3 separate regions of the Zea mays genome follow, and regions 1 and 2 are each linked to region 3. Evidence: chromatin contacts called from public Hi-C data. All regions are on one chromosome and are shown on one strand. Each heading gives the region's core, a stretch centred on a gene start, on an enhancer-like site or on the middle of the called end of the contact. The rest is flanking DNA. Distances are from core to core; before and after follow the strand shown. Region 1 holds the start of LOC100382018. Region 2 holds the start of LOC100502266. Region 3 holds the start of LOC103626279 (heat shock 70 kDa protein 16).

What was found. Hi-C and Micro-C count contacts between places; a contact is called where the count stands out from the background.
Region 1: a Hi-C map of leaf shows a contact between it and region 3, with 3 times the contacts expected there. The contact joins the promoter of LOC100382018 here to the promoter of LOC103626279 in region 3.
Region 2: a Hi-C map of tassel shows a contact between it and region 3, with 1.9 times the contacts expected there. The contact joins the promoter of LOC100502266 here to the promoter of LOC103626279 in region 3. A contact is called at or near these places in 2 of 25 Hi-C or Micro-C datasets (leaf and tassel).

Annotation. Positions count from the first base shown.
Region 1 is chr5:42,309,179-42,313,107 of Zm-B73-REFERENCE-NAM-5.0, forward strand. It overlaps LOC100382018, which reads right to left and starts at 2,343. Exons shown (of 3, transcript NM_001174784.1): 1 at 1,412-2,343; 2 at 1,295-1,343; 3 at 684-1,178. The coding sequence starts at 1,744. The coding sequence ends at 925. It overlaps LOC100502266, which reads right to left. Exons shown (of 8, transcript NM_001323891.1): 8 at 3,157-3,929. The coding sequence ends at 3,848.
Region 2 is chr5:42,327,415-42,331,104 of Zm-B73-REFERENCE-NAM-5.0, forward strand. LOC100502266 reads right to left here and starts at 1,255. Exons shown (of 8, transcript NM_001323891.1): 1 at 953-1,255.
Region 3 is chr5:42,843,610-42,847,473 of Zm-B73-REFERENCE-NAM-5.0, forward strand. LOC103626279 (heat shock 70 kDa protein 16) reads right to left here and starts at 1,515. Exons shown (of 9, transcript XM_008646666.3): 1 at 105-1,515. The coding sequence starts at 1,277. It overlaps LOC109939671, which reads right to left. Exons shown (of 8, transcript XM_020537976.1): 7 at 3,746-3,804; 8 at 2,995-3,059. The coding sequence ends at 2,995.

The DNA of each region.
Region 1 (3,929 bases), core at 1,093-3,592, 530 kb before region 3:
TCAATTTGGAATCACCTTGTACCCCCATATTTTCTAGATTCATGTCATCCATGTTACAATTTATCATGCTCCTATAAAAATCTATAGTTGACAGTTGTTTCAACAAAACAAATTTTAGTTTTTCCATAATCATCAGCTTACAATGGTTTTCTCATAGCTCATGGCTAGAATCAGATTTTTAGGAATCTATAGCTGAACCAAATAGCTCATGGCTCAGTTTTCTCAGAGCTCATGGCTAGAATCGGATTTTTAGGAATCTATAGCTGAACCAAATAGACCCTTAGATTGTTTGATCTTGCCTACTAGATTTGTTTAAGTGGGCTCTCACTAGCTCATTGCCCTACTAACTTACTAGGTATATCCTTTGTTAAGGTGTGACCCAATTTTAGTTAGAGGGGGTGTAGTGGATAGCTCTCATACGATTAGCTTTTTAAAATGACTATTCATCTTCTCCAGTTGGTTATCTTGATCCTATTTAAAAAATTGGGAAAGCTACACAATTAAAAGTTATAAAAAAATGTAAACATACAAAATTCATTAAAAAATGTTTTCACTGCAATGAATAAAATTAGTTTAGTTTTTTTTTGAGATAAATAAAATTTCAATATCATAAATGGGAATATATATTTGTAAAAAAATATATTGATAAAATTTTAAAAAAAATATATTTGTATAAATGTTTTGGTAAAGTCTATTTGATCGTATTGAACTATCTTTGTCTCTATAAACTAATTTATCTCCCTATTGGCTGACGTGGCACTCTGTAGATTAAAACACCATCGAAATCGAAAACAAATGGTTTTAAGAAGCTAAAGGATACGGTTTTATAAATGGAGGAATGTCGGGCGTCCAGAGGTGGGATGAGGCCCATGCATGACAAGCCCATGGGCAACGGCAGGCCAGAATGATTGTAGCCTACGTGGGCTACAAATTGGGCTTACAACAAAGAAGTAGAGCCACCCTTGGTGACCGACTCACCTGAAGACCATAGAGCGCTATCGTGGCAATCCCGAGCCAAGAATGCAGGGAACGGATGTCAGGAAGGCCGACGTCATGGTGAAACTTGAAGGCGGCGTACAGGCCGACGGCAGCGAAGGTGAGGGCTACGAGATGTAGCAGCAGGTGCACCGCCTTCTTGGCCGACCTCGGGCCCAGCACGATCCTGTACGCCATCACCGCTGCGCGCGCGCGCCACACACCACACCATCATACAAGCATCAGTGATCAGTCAGACACAACACGTTTGATTCCCTTCCATCGCTTGAGTTTTGCAGACGCGCGTTTGTTCCTTTACCTTCTCCGGTGCAGATGATAAAGCCGATCACCATGAACAGAGGGTGTGCCTGAGAAAAGGGTGCGCACGTTATAGAGTTTACTCCTACTGTTCGAAAATACACGGTTCGATTATTACCGTGTAGACGAAGAGAGGGTTGGATGTCGGCTTCCACGAGACGCCACCACGAAAGTGCAGCACCCAGACGAGCGTGAGCGTGAGCACGGCAGCCGCCAGCAGCTGCGCCGTCACCACCATAGGCAGCGCGGTCATGCGGAAGCTGGCGCTGCTCTTCACCGGCATAATGGCGCGTCGCCGTCTCGTTCTCCTCCTCGGCTGCGCAAAGGCTACCACCACCACAGTTGGATCCTGTTGCCGCTGCGTGTTGCCGCTACCGCCGCGTGATGGCATAATATGGTACGGTGGCTTGTTAGGGGGCGTGTCCTGGTGACGGATCCGAGGCGGGTTCATGTATAAACAAGGTCAAGGTGAAAGACAAGTTCAATGTGTAAACAACCCGGAGATAATCTCTGGTTTGGCCTTTGGAGCGTTGTGGCGCGTCTCCTTGTGAATGGGGCCCAGCTGTTTTCACCAGAGCAATAAAAGATCCAAAAATAGATCGATGAACAATCCGGCCGAGTCAAAAAAAAAAACGCTTGCCGGCCACTGAATCACAAGCGCAGAAACAGACAACTCACAAGCTAACAACAAAGCATCACAAGTACCATTTGTAATGGATCAGCTCTGCGTAACCAAAGTGGCAGAACAGAAGTCCAGCACATTACAGGAGCACCTGGCGTGGAATACCTTCAGATCTCCAAAGCCCCTCTTTCAACGGCAGACCGCAGACCCATCAGAGGTTGGACATATACAACCCTGCTGCTGCGTGCCTCCGGTACAAAAGCAAGTCGTGTAGAGATAGATGCAAACTATGTTTTTCTCCAAACAAAGCAGATAAAAAATCCATTAGCTCCAATAAAATCATATACATACGGCAGAACGTGTAATTTAACTATATGACCGCCATCTCTACATCTATCATGCAGGCAACCATGCATTCCTGGAGTTCGTCATGGGCCCTGCACATACAACCAATCACAACACCGGAGTTTATCAAAGATTAGCAAGACAATAAAGGAAGAGAACAGAAAGAAAAGGCAAAGGGCTGCTACCAGGGGATCTCTTCTCAAAAGATAACAAGAGTTGAGAGTGACACTAGAATCCAAGCAGAAGCTTGAGGACTTCAACTGGCCTGTAAGCATTAATACAATGACCACCCCTAAATTTAACTTACAAATGAAAGATATCCAAAAAAACATTATTTTTAAAACAACAGCCGACCGATTCTCGAACAGCCAGAATTGCAGTCAACATGCTACTTATCACAGTATGTACACAAGAAATTCAGCACCACTTAAATAGATCAAGAAACCACTAGATGAATCTGATACTGAAGAAACAAAAATCATGAGCACCATCATAAGGCAAACAAATGCAGCTACCTGGTATTCTGGGAGTGGCACTGAGAGGACATCCACAAAACCACCAGCGCCAAAGTAGAGATGATCCAAGGCGCACTTCAGATTTCAGGGTGCCTGTACTCCTGAAACATCACCTCCTCATGTTCAGCTCTCTAATATATATATATATGCATCGCAGAGAATGTGCCTAATTAAAATAGCTGCTTCACTAACCTAAAGTATTTCTGTTAGCTTCGACATGCAAGTATCAGAAAAAGTAGATCAGTTGCAGAAAAACTGAGTTCATTAAATATGATGTATCAAACATCAGCAGGACACTGTCACCGAGTGCCAAAACTAATCCATAGATTAACATACAAGCACAGACTCATGCCACTGATAATCAGGAAAATAAATATCACTACTGCAAACATGGTAACATCTTTCAACAATATGCACAGAACATGTTGACAAGAACAAAGGGTAACAACATGAGCTGAATGAAATAATGAACTTCTTTTCTCTAGATCTCGACCCTGTATACAGAAGGAACTTATGTCATATGGTACAGAAGCCCTGCCTATGTTAGCATACTGATCCTACTAGACATGTCAAGCATGCAACGATCGCAGCAGCAATCAGGCAACAACGCTTGAGACCTACCCTGCTCTAGAGCCAGTGAGCTTTCTCCTGGCATGTTTCAAAATGGATATGCCCATGCATGTATGTATCTACCGAAAGATGGAGCTGGCTAAAGCAAGGATAGCAATGTCAAAACACATCAGACAGCCTTGTTCTGAGAAAGAAACTCCTGCGAACTCCATAACACTGAGGGCTACAGCAGCCTTTCTTCAACCTGACATCATGAGCCTATAATCACCCACCATGAAAGCGTCTTGATCCACTGACTGGAGGTCACATCATGGTAGATTCGCACATCCTCTGCTGATAGCAATGCTTTCTTGTGACCAGCCCCACCACATGGTGCAAGGGATCTAATGCAGAGGCAACTAATCTTCTGAACATGAATCTGCACCTTGCTGAATCTGGACCGTCCCAGAGCTCTTCACCATTGTTCCATGCTGTACCAGAGTTGTAGATAGCAACACACTCCTTACACTTCTCTCCTGCCATTAGAAGAATTTGGCCTCCTGGGAACTCCAAACTGCAGATTATCCCTGGGACGATCACCAGGT
Region 2 (3,690 bases), core at 5-2,504, 520 kb before region 3:
TTTCTTAAGGAAATATTCAAAACCCATGGGCAACACCTGTTCCTAATCTCAAACAAACGCATCAACAGTTTAATGTTGATCTAACTTAGGACCTGACTAAAACAGGATACAATGTATCCCTGCATATATAAATAAATGACAAGATAGTAACAGAAACATTAGATAGCAGTTAACCCTAGGTCAAAGCAATAGAAGAAGTGGATGTGTGCTGCGCAATCTGTTAAGTTGTGCAAGCTTGCAATTAGCCATCTAACGCATATCTAATGGTGACAGATAATTTTACGTTTAACCCAGCAAGGATTAAAGAGATAGAGGGTGAGGTGGGACGGGTTGAAGGTATGCATTAGATGGCTTAAATCATGTAACTGCACGCTTGGAGAAACAGATTGCACAGGATACGACCTCTTAGAAGAAACTAGGTTTAAGTTAATCTCAGCAGGAAAGTTAGCTGAACAGCAGAGCAATAACAGAAGGACCATCCCAACAGCACATTTCACTCCAGAGGAAAGGGGCCTTAACTTCTACTCCCTTCTAGATAACACTACCTCTGCCTTCCTCGATCTACGGACTGTATTTATAGCCTGCCTTGAATCAATAAATATCGCTAAATTCTTCCTATAAAGTAAGGATCGCACCGTAACAGTTGGTAGATTCGGCAACCCGGCCATAGCCTTGATCCCATTCCGCTTTCAGATTTGGCATAATCACCCCGCGGAAGAATTAAAAAACAAAGGTGTCCTCGCTGCGCTAAAAGCGCGAATTCGGCATCCCAAGCAGTCCGGAGAAATGAAATTGGAAATCAGTCCGTCCTCTTAACTAACCGCGCCGCGTCTCACCCACCCCGGCGGGCACGCGACGCGCTAAGGATCCCGCTCCGTTCCAATCCGTCCGTTCCGTGAGACTGTGACACAGCAGTCCTAATGGTCCTGATTGGGGGGTAGGATCTCCGTACCAGGCGATCGTCGGGCGGCGGAGGAGACGGCGGCCAGATCCAGCCAGGGAGGGCGGCGGCGTCTGTTGACTAGGGTTCTCCCCTGTTTGCTTCCCCTGTGATGCGCCGGTGGGCTGCTTGTGTTCCTTTATTATTTTTTTCCTTTTCTCTTCGACAATACTTTTTTTCCCTTTTCGGTTTGGCTTTGGAAGAGAGGTTAGGCTTCCTTCCGGCTTTCGATTGCTCGTCTCGCCTCTCACGAGCGTCCGGTCCTCTGCGTGACGAACGACTTGGTGAGAGAAAGAGAGGAGGGAGGAGGAGGAAGGGTGGGTGTGAGGGCAGGAGGCCAGGGGTGGGGCTGAATTTATAGCGCTCAAGCTCGTGGCTACTGCCCCCGCGCTACGCGCACCAAACGAATCCCACTCACGACGGTTTATCTCACTGTATTGTGGGGCCAGGGTCTGGTGGGAGCCAGTTGTCTGCGAGGGCCGGGGGCGAGCCCCCGTGCGCGCGTAGGCGTGGGGCGGTGCGAACCGGTGGGGGCGCGTGGGCGACTGCGTGTCCGCATCTCGGTGCGGTCGAACCAGGTTGGAGTTCGTCTCCAGTTCACTTCCCTTGTTTTCTTCTCGATTATATCCTTTGCTATCTCTTTTTCATTCATACTCACACGTCAACTGAACAGCACTCCGGATAATAAAAAAAATATTGTCACCCAAGGAATGAGAAAATATTCTGGTTTTATTGAAAAGTGAAAACATGAAGGGATAATCAAGTGCGGTGGGGGAAAAGGGCCGTAGATGAGTACGTGCTTTTTTCCTGGGGTAATATAATAGATAATTAATCATCTCCTCAAAATAAATAAATCATTTATCCTATTGATTAATTAATGGGTTATTTTTTTGGATGGCGTCGGCTGCTAATGCATAGACGAGATGAGGAAGAAAAAAAAAGAAATTTGGGTGGTGTGTGGAGACCGGGGAGTGGAGCGGCGGATTAATTTGGACGGTAGGATTAGGAGGGACACGGAATGCAAGGAGAATCTGCAGGGCAACTGCCCCCCCCCCCCCCCCCCCCCCCCCTGCCTTTTTTTTCCTTTCTCGCTTTGCTTTCAGGCTGGGTCGTGGTATGACTGTATGAGCAAGTATCTCCGATTAATGAATGATGGCTCGTGGAATGGATGGGGATGTTCCGCGGGCGGGTTCTAGCGCCACGGTTATTTAAGGTACACTAATCAATTCGTTGCGCTGATTATTGGTGATGTCCAACGGCATTGCTTACTTGTCCTAAACGTGACTTGGAACCATTTATGTTGTACTCCTAAACTCGGTGTATAGCAGTAAAAACTTTCCAAACAGTGCCTTTTTTTAGCGCACAAGCTAAAATACTGGCAACAGGCATTATTTGTCCAGTGTCAAGAAATTTTCTCGGATGCTCAATCTTTTCATATGTATACATGCATGTCCAGTTTTTTTGTGCAAAGTGTTAGTTGAATGTTGAGGTCTAACTAGCATTTTTTTTGGGAGTTCAAACTTCTACGAAGTATCTAGAAATATGGAAGTCAGCAAAAGTCGTCGTGTGTTTTCAGCGGCGGACGCAGGACTGGAATTAAGGAGGTGCTAGTGTAACAAAAAAATAGTTTATATGTAGCATATGTGTAGCAATAAAACATTATGTAATATACCACTAGGTTACTACTTGCTAACCATGAGTAGTAATAAGAGTAGTAGGCAATGGCATTCTACGTTTACTTATGGCTTGAGAACGTTCAGTGATCATACAGTCATTAAGGCTTATATATATCTCCCATTCAGTATATCAAGGCACTGAACCACCCATTTGAAATTCTATTTCGCAAAGTAGACAAGTAGTATTGATAATATTCTTGATTTGTGTTTTCGTTAGTGCCAGGAGTATTACTTGTAACACCTCAAAATCACAATTTTAGAGGTATGAAAAAGTCTTCAAATATTCTAATTTAAGAGACCTTTTCATAATGATTTACTTACCTCCAAAGTAATTTCTCCCAAATTAAATACGTTTCTAATAAGAGACTAAATAAAAGACACTAAATTATCCTTGGTTGGAGGATATAAAATGGGTCATATAAAAGGGTTGTGTAAAATTATTTCTTAGAGCATCTCCAACAATGCCTCAAACTAGTGCCTCAAATTGAAATATTGGGCTTTACACAGGAAAAACTACTCCAACAGTGTCATATTTCATATTTTTTTGTGAAAAACTATAGGGCACCCTCTCAAGTGACTCAAGTATACTACACCGTAGTGGGCTGCCCTATAATCTAGATTTGAGGCTTTACTGTTGGAGCGATGTGTTTTGTTGGTGCCCTAAATTTTATAAAATATACTTATTTTCAAATTATAGGGCATTTTTATAGGTCACGTTGTTGGAGATGCTCTTAGTATATATAATTTACATTAGAAATTTTATTCCCTTAAAAAGAAATAATGTGTGTGCATGTCATATTTTAGGCCTTTGCCTAAATAAAGAGAAGGAAATAATTAAAATAAAAAAATTAAAATGATGCATTCATCTTGGAGTTTTACTTTTGATTGTGCATTAAGATTTGAAACAAAGATGTGAATTTGATTTGCATTCGTAATTGAATTTGAATTTGGGAAATTGAAATAGAAGGAAAAAAAAGAAAAAAAAACAGGAACCCTACATGCTTGGGCCCATTCCACTATCGGCCCAGTCTCCTCATCGCGCTGCCCAACACCACCAGCCCACCCACGCCGTGA
Region 3 (3,864 bases), core at 265-2,764:
AATGAATGTGTCAACTCTCACTATACAACCAGCAGTCTCTCATGCTCCACATAACATATAGCTTAAACAGATGTTGAATTTGACAAGATAAAGTGCAGTCATACCTCGTATTCCCGAACACGGAACGTAGGACTAAGCATTGCACATTGTAATGCACACCCCCGAGCCACACACTCACTTGAATTGAGTGTGCGACTAGGTTCTTTTCTGAAGAATTCCTTAAGCACCTTGGCAATGGCAGGCACACGAGAACCTGACCCAACGAGTTCCACAGAATGCAGCCTCTCCAATCCAATCCTTGAATCTGTCACCGCCCTGTTGCAAGGTTCAACAACCCTCTCCAGCAGCCTGGCACATAGCTTCTCGAAGTCCTCCCTTCGGATCACCCCCCTCACATCCTTCTCCTCTATCAGGCACTCAATGTTCACCACAGCCTCCGCGTTCGCGCTCAGAACCTTCTTCGCCTTCTCACAGGCTGCCCTCAACCTCATACTGGCCTTGACATTTCCTGTGACATCAATCATGTACCTGTCTTTGAACTCCTCGGCGAAATGCTCGAACAGCACCTCGTCGAAGTCCCTGCCCCCGAGGTCTGCATCGAACCCGTGAGACAGCACCTTCATCCCCGACATGTCGAAAGAGACGACCGCGACCTGTGTGTCGCATTGGCCGACGTCCACGAACGCGACACAGGTGGGACCCCCGGAGCCGCCGAGGTCGGAGCGGTAGAGGCCGTAGCCAAGCGCGGTGGCGGCGAGGTCGTGCATGAGGCGGAGCGGCCTGAGCCCCGCGATGGCGGCGGCGTCGAGGTAGGCTCGGCGCTGCGCTTGAGTGAAGTAGCAGGGCACGGAGATCACGCAGTCGGCTACGGGGGCGCCGCCGAGGTCGGCCTCCGCGAGCTGCTTGAGGTAGGCCAGCAGCATGGAGAGGAGGTGGGTCGGCGAGAGCGCGATGCGGCGGCCGATGTGGTCGGCGTGGACGACAGCGCCGCCACCGACGGCAGCGGGGAAGGGGAGGCGGGACAGGTCGCGGAGTAGGGAGGAGTCCGGGTGCCTCCCCGTGGCGCCCATGAGAAGGCGCTTGACGCTGGAGAAGGGGGCGTGCGCGGACGAGGCGGACGCGGCGTGGCAGCCGATGAGGCGCGCGTTGCGGGAGAAGGCGATGGCGGCGGGGGACTCGCGCTTGGACTCGGCGTTGAGGAGCACGTCGATGCCCCGCTGCCGCGCCGCCGCCGCCACCAGGGTGTCGTTGCCGACGTCGAAGCCGACCACGCTCATCGCCACCGATTTGGGGTTCGATCGGCGCGAATGGGGGAGGCGGGGTGCGATTTGGGGCGCGGTGGATGTAGTTGGAGATGAACCAGAGCGGTGCGCCGGAGGGAGAGGGTACGGTCGGCGCACGCCGCGGTGGTTGTTGGGCGAGGAGGAGCCGGCCCGTGCTTACTCGGCTGTCGCCGACACGTAGGGCCGGTTTCTTTTGCCTACTGCGGGGACGTGGCTCGGCCCTTTTTTCTCTCGGCTCCTTAGTAATTTTGAGCTGTGTTTGATACGTAATCCAACAAATTCGAACTAGCATTTAATTTAGTGTGTGTTTGTTTCCCTTTTAAACTATACTAGATCAGGTGGCGCCCATTCGGGCGCCCTATCCAACACACTATCCAGCACAGAAAGGCATCCATTCAGCACAAGGAAAAACAGGAGTAAGACGCCGCATAAGGACAAACCATAACGGGAGGTATATATATAGTATTGGGAGCTATAGTCCGGCCAATCCACATAATTATGTATATAAACCTAACGCAGTGAACTATAAATGCATCTCTTCATCCAAAAAAGTGAGCACATCATCTGTCATGTGTTCAAACTCCAGGTTTGTCGAGGCTACAAACAACAAATACAAGAATGTGAGTATAAAAGCTCCATAAATACATGTGTCATGTTCCATCCACCAAAAAAAATTGGCATATGAAATCTTCTAATTCACAAGTACCAGATATCGAATGTCCTTATTATCTATCCATATGACTATGAGGTACCTCAAGTAAACTGTTTTCTAAAATTTACACTATTCTTGGCTTTGACATGCATGTGGTCAAACTTTCTCGCAGTAAGGCATGTGGTCAAATTTACACTATTCTTGGCTTTCACTCGATAACACAAAATGGTACTACTTGAACTGATTAATGTCTTAGTCCTCAAATCAGGAACACACAATGGAATTTTGTTGGCGTTACTAAGGCAGTAAGGCATCAACATTTAGGATCATTTTTAACACTCTATTCTGTAAGTGACATGGAAGATATACTTCTCCAAAGAACTTTTTTCTCAAAATAGTTCTAGGTAATGCAAATTTTAATCCTCAGCTATTGTGCATAAGCCAGACATAATCTTGTCATAATTTGGTACTTGAACAAATGTTAAATAAATATTGTTTACAAGTAACAATATACAGTACAACGCAAAAACATTCACGTACATGAAAACAAACGATGATCTTTTTATCATTATCACTGTGAATAAAATGAATGATAATATGCTTTTCTTCAAAACTGTATTATCAGCTGGCGGTGTTTTTCAAATCTAAGTTGGACCAGCTATTAGTGAAAGTGTGATTTATCTCCCCCACCAAAGAGGTGACCATCATTTACCATGAATGTGCCTAAACGGCAAACAAGTTCAAACAACCTCTAAAGTCCATCATCAATAGTTCTGTCACATAGCCATGCATGATATATGCAGTCAAACAAACACAAAAGCAACTATATGAATAGGCAAACCTAGAACAACTTCCTTTTAATTGCTGCATGTTTACCTCCTATCTGCAGAAATTTCTGGGGTTCTTCTACCTGCTCAATGTTGTTAGATTACCATTAAACTTGATGTCACTCAACATGTAATCAGAAGCAGGGGAACATCAGGGACATGCAGATTATCTCACCTGATGGTAGGTTTTGCCATTCTCTGTATCGTAGATCCAGCGACCAACAACCCGGACTCATAGCGCCTGGTTGTGCTTCTTGGCCTTGACATCTTGCACTATGACCTCCAGCGGTTGCGGACCTGTGCAAAGAATGAATCCTCATGTACCCACATTTCCATGTTATATTGTTCAAACTTCAAACAATCCAGGTTGATTTTAATATGTCTCTATGAACACAACAGTGTTTGAGAATTAACATCCACATATGTATTTTACTATAAATAACTATTCCTTTCAGTAATCTACCACAGAAATCCACAATACAATGGTCACAAACAAGGAAAGGCGTTTATCCATAAAAGTAATGATGGTGTCTTAGGTTTTGCATCAGGTAAACAAAGATACTTTCGTACAAACATGACTGTCATCGGTACAGTGTTCTAGGGTCACTAATCATGGCCAAGCTGATCGAAACAAAACAGGCTCACATATACTTAGCCACTTCGAACTTTTTTAAAAATTTCAAATGTTAATTTTGAAATATGCATGTGCAAAGATAAAGGAGAAGATAAAGACTGAACCCGTCACGAAAACATGGGCAGCAGGGATAGTGTTGTGGTGGGTTTTGGTCACCAGCAAAGGCCCCAACGAAGACATGGGCAGCAGGGATAGTGTTGTGGTCGCCCTAGTACTCACGCTCGCGGGGTGAAAGAGAAACAACAAGCTGGTGTGTAGGCAGGAGCATGGTTCTTCTAGGGCGCTGTTTACAGAAAGGTGTTGTTTACATTACTTTTTTTAAAGGGAGCTGAACCTGAGTGATTCTCACCTTTGAATGTGTAAAAGTCCTGTAGACTGTTACCAAAAACTGAAACTGGCACATAAAACCTGTTTAGATATAAAAAAATGAAATGTTAGATTACAGAGAACAATAAACAATTTCATGTT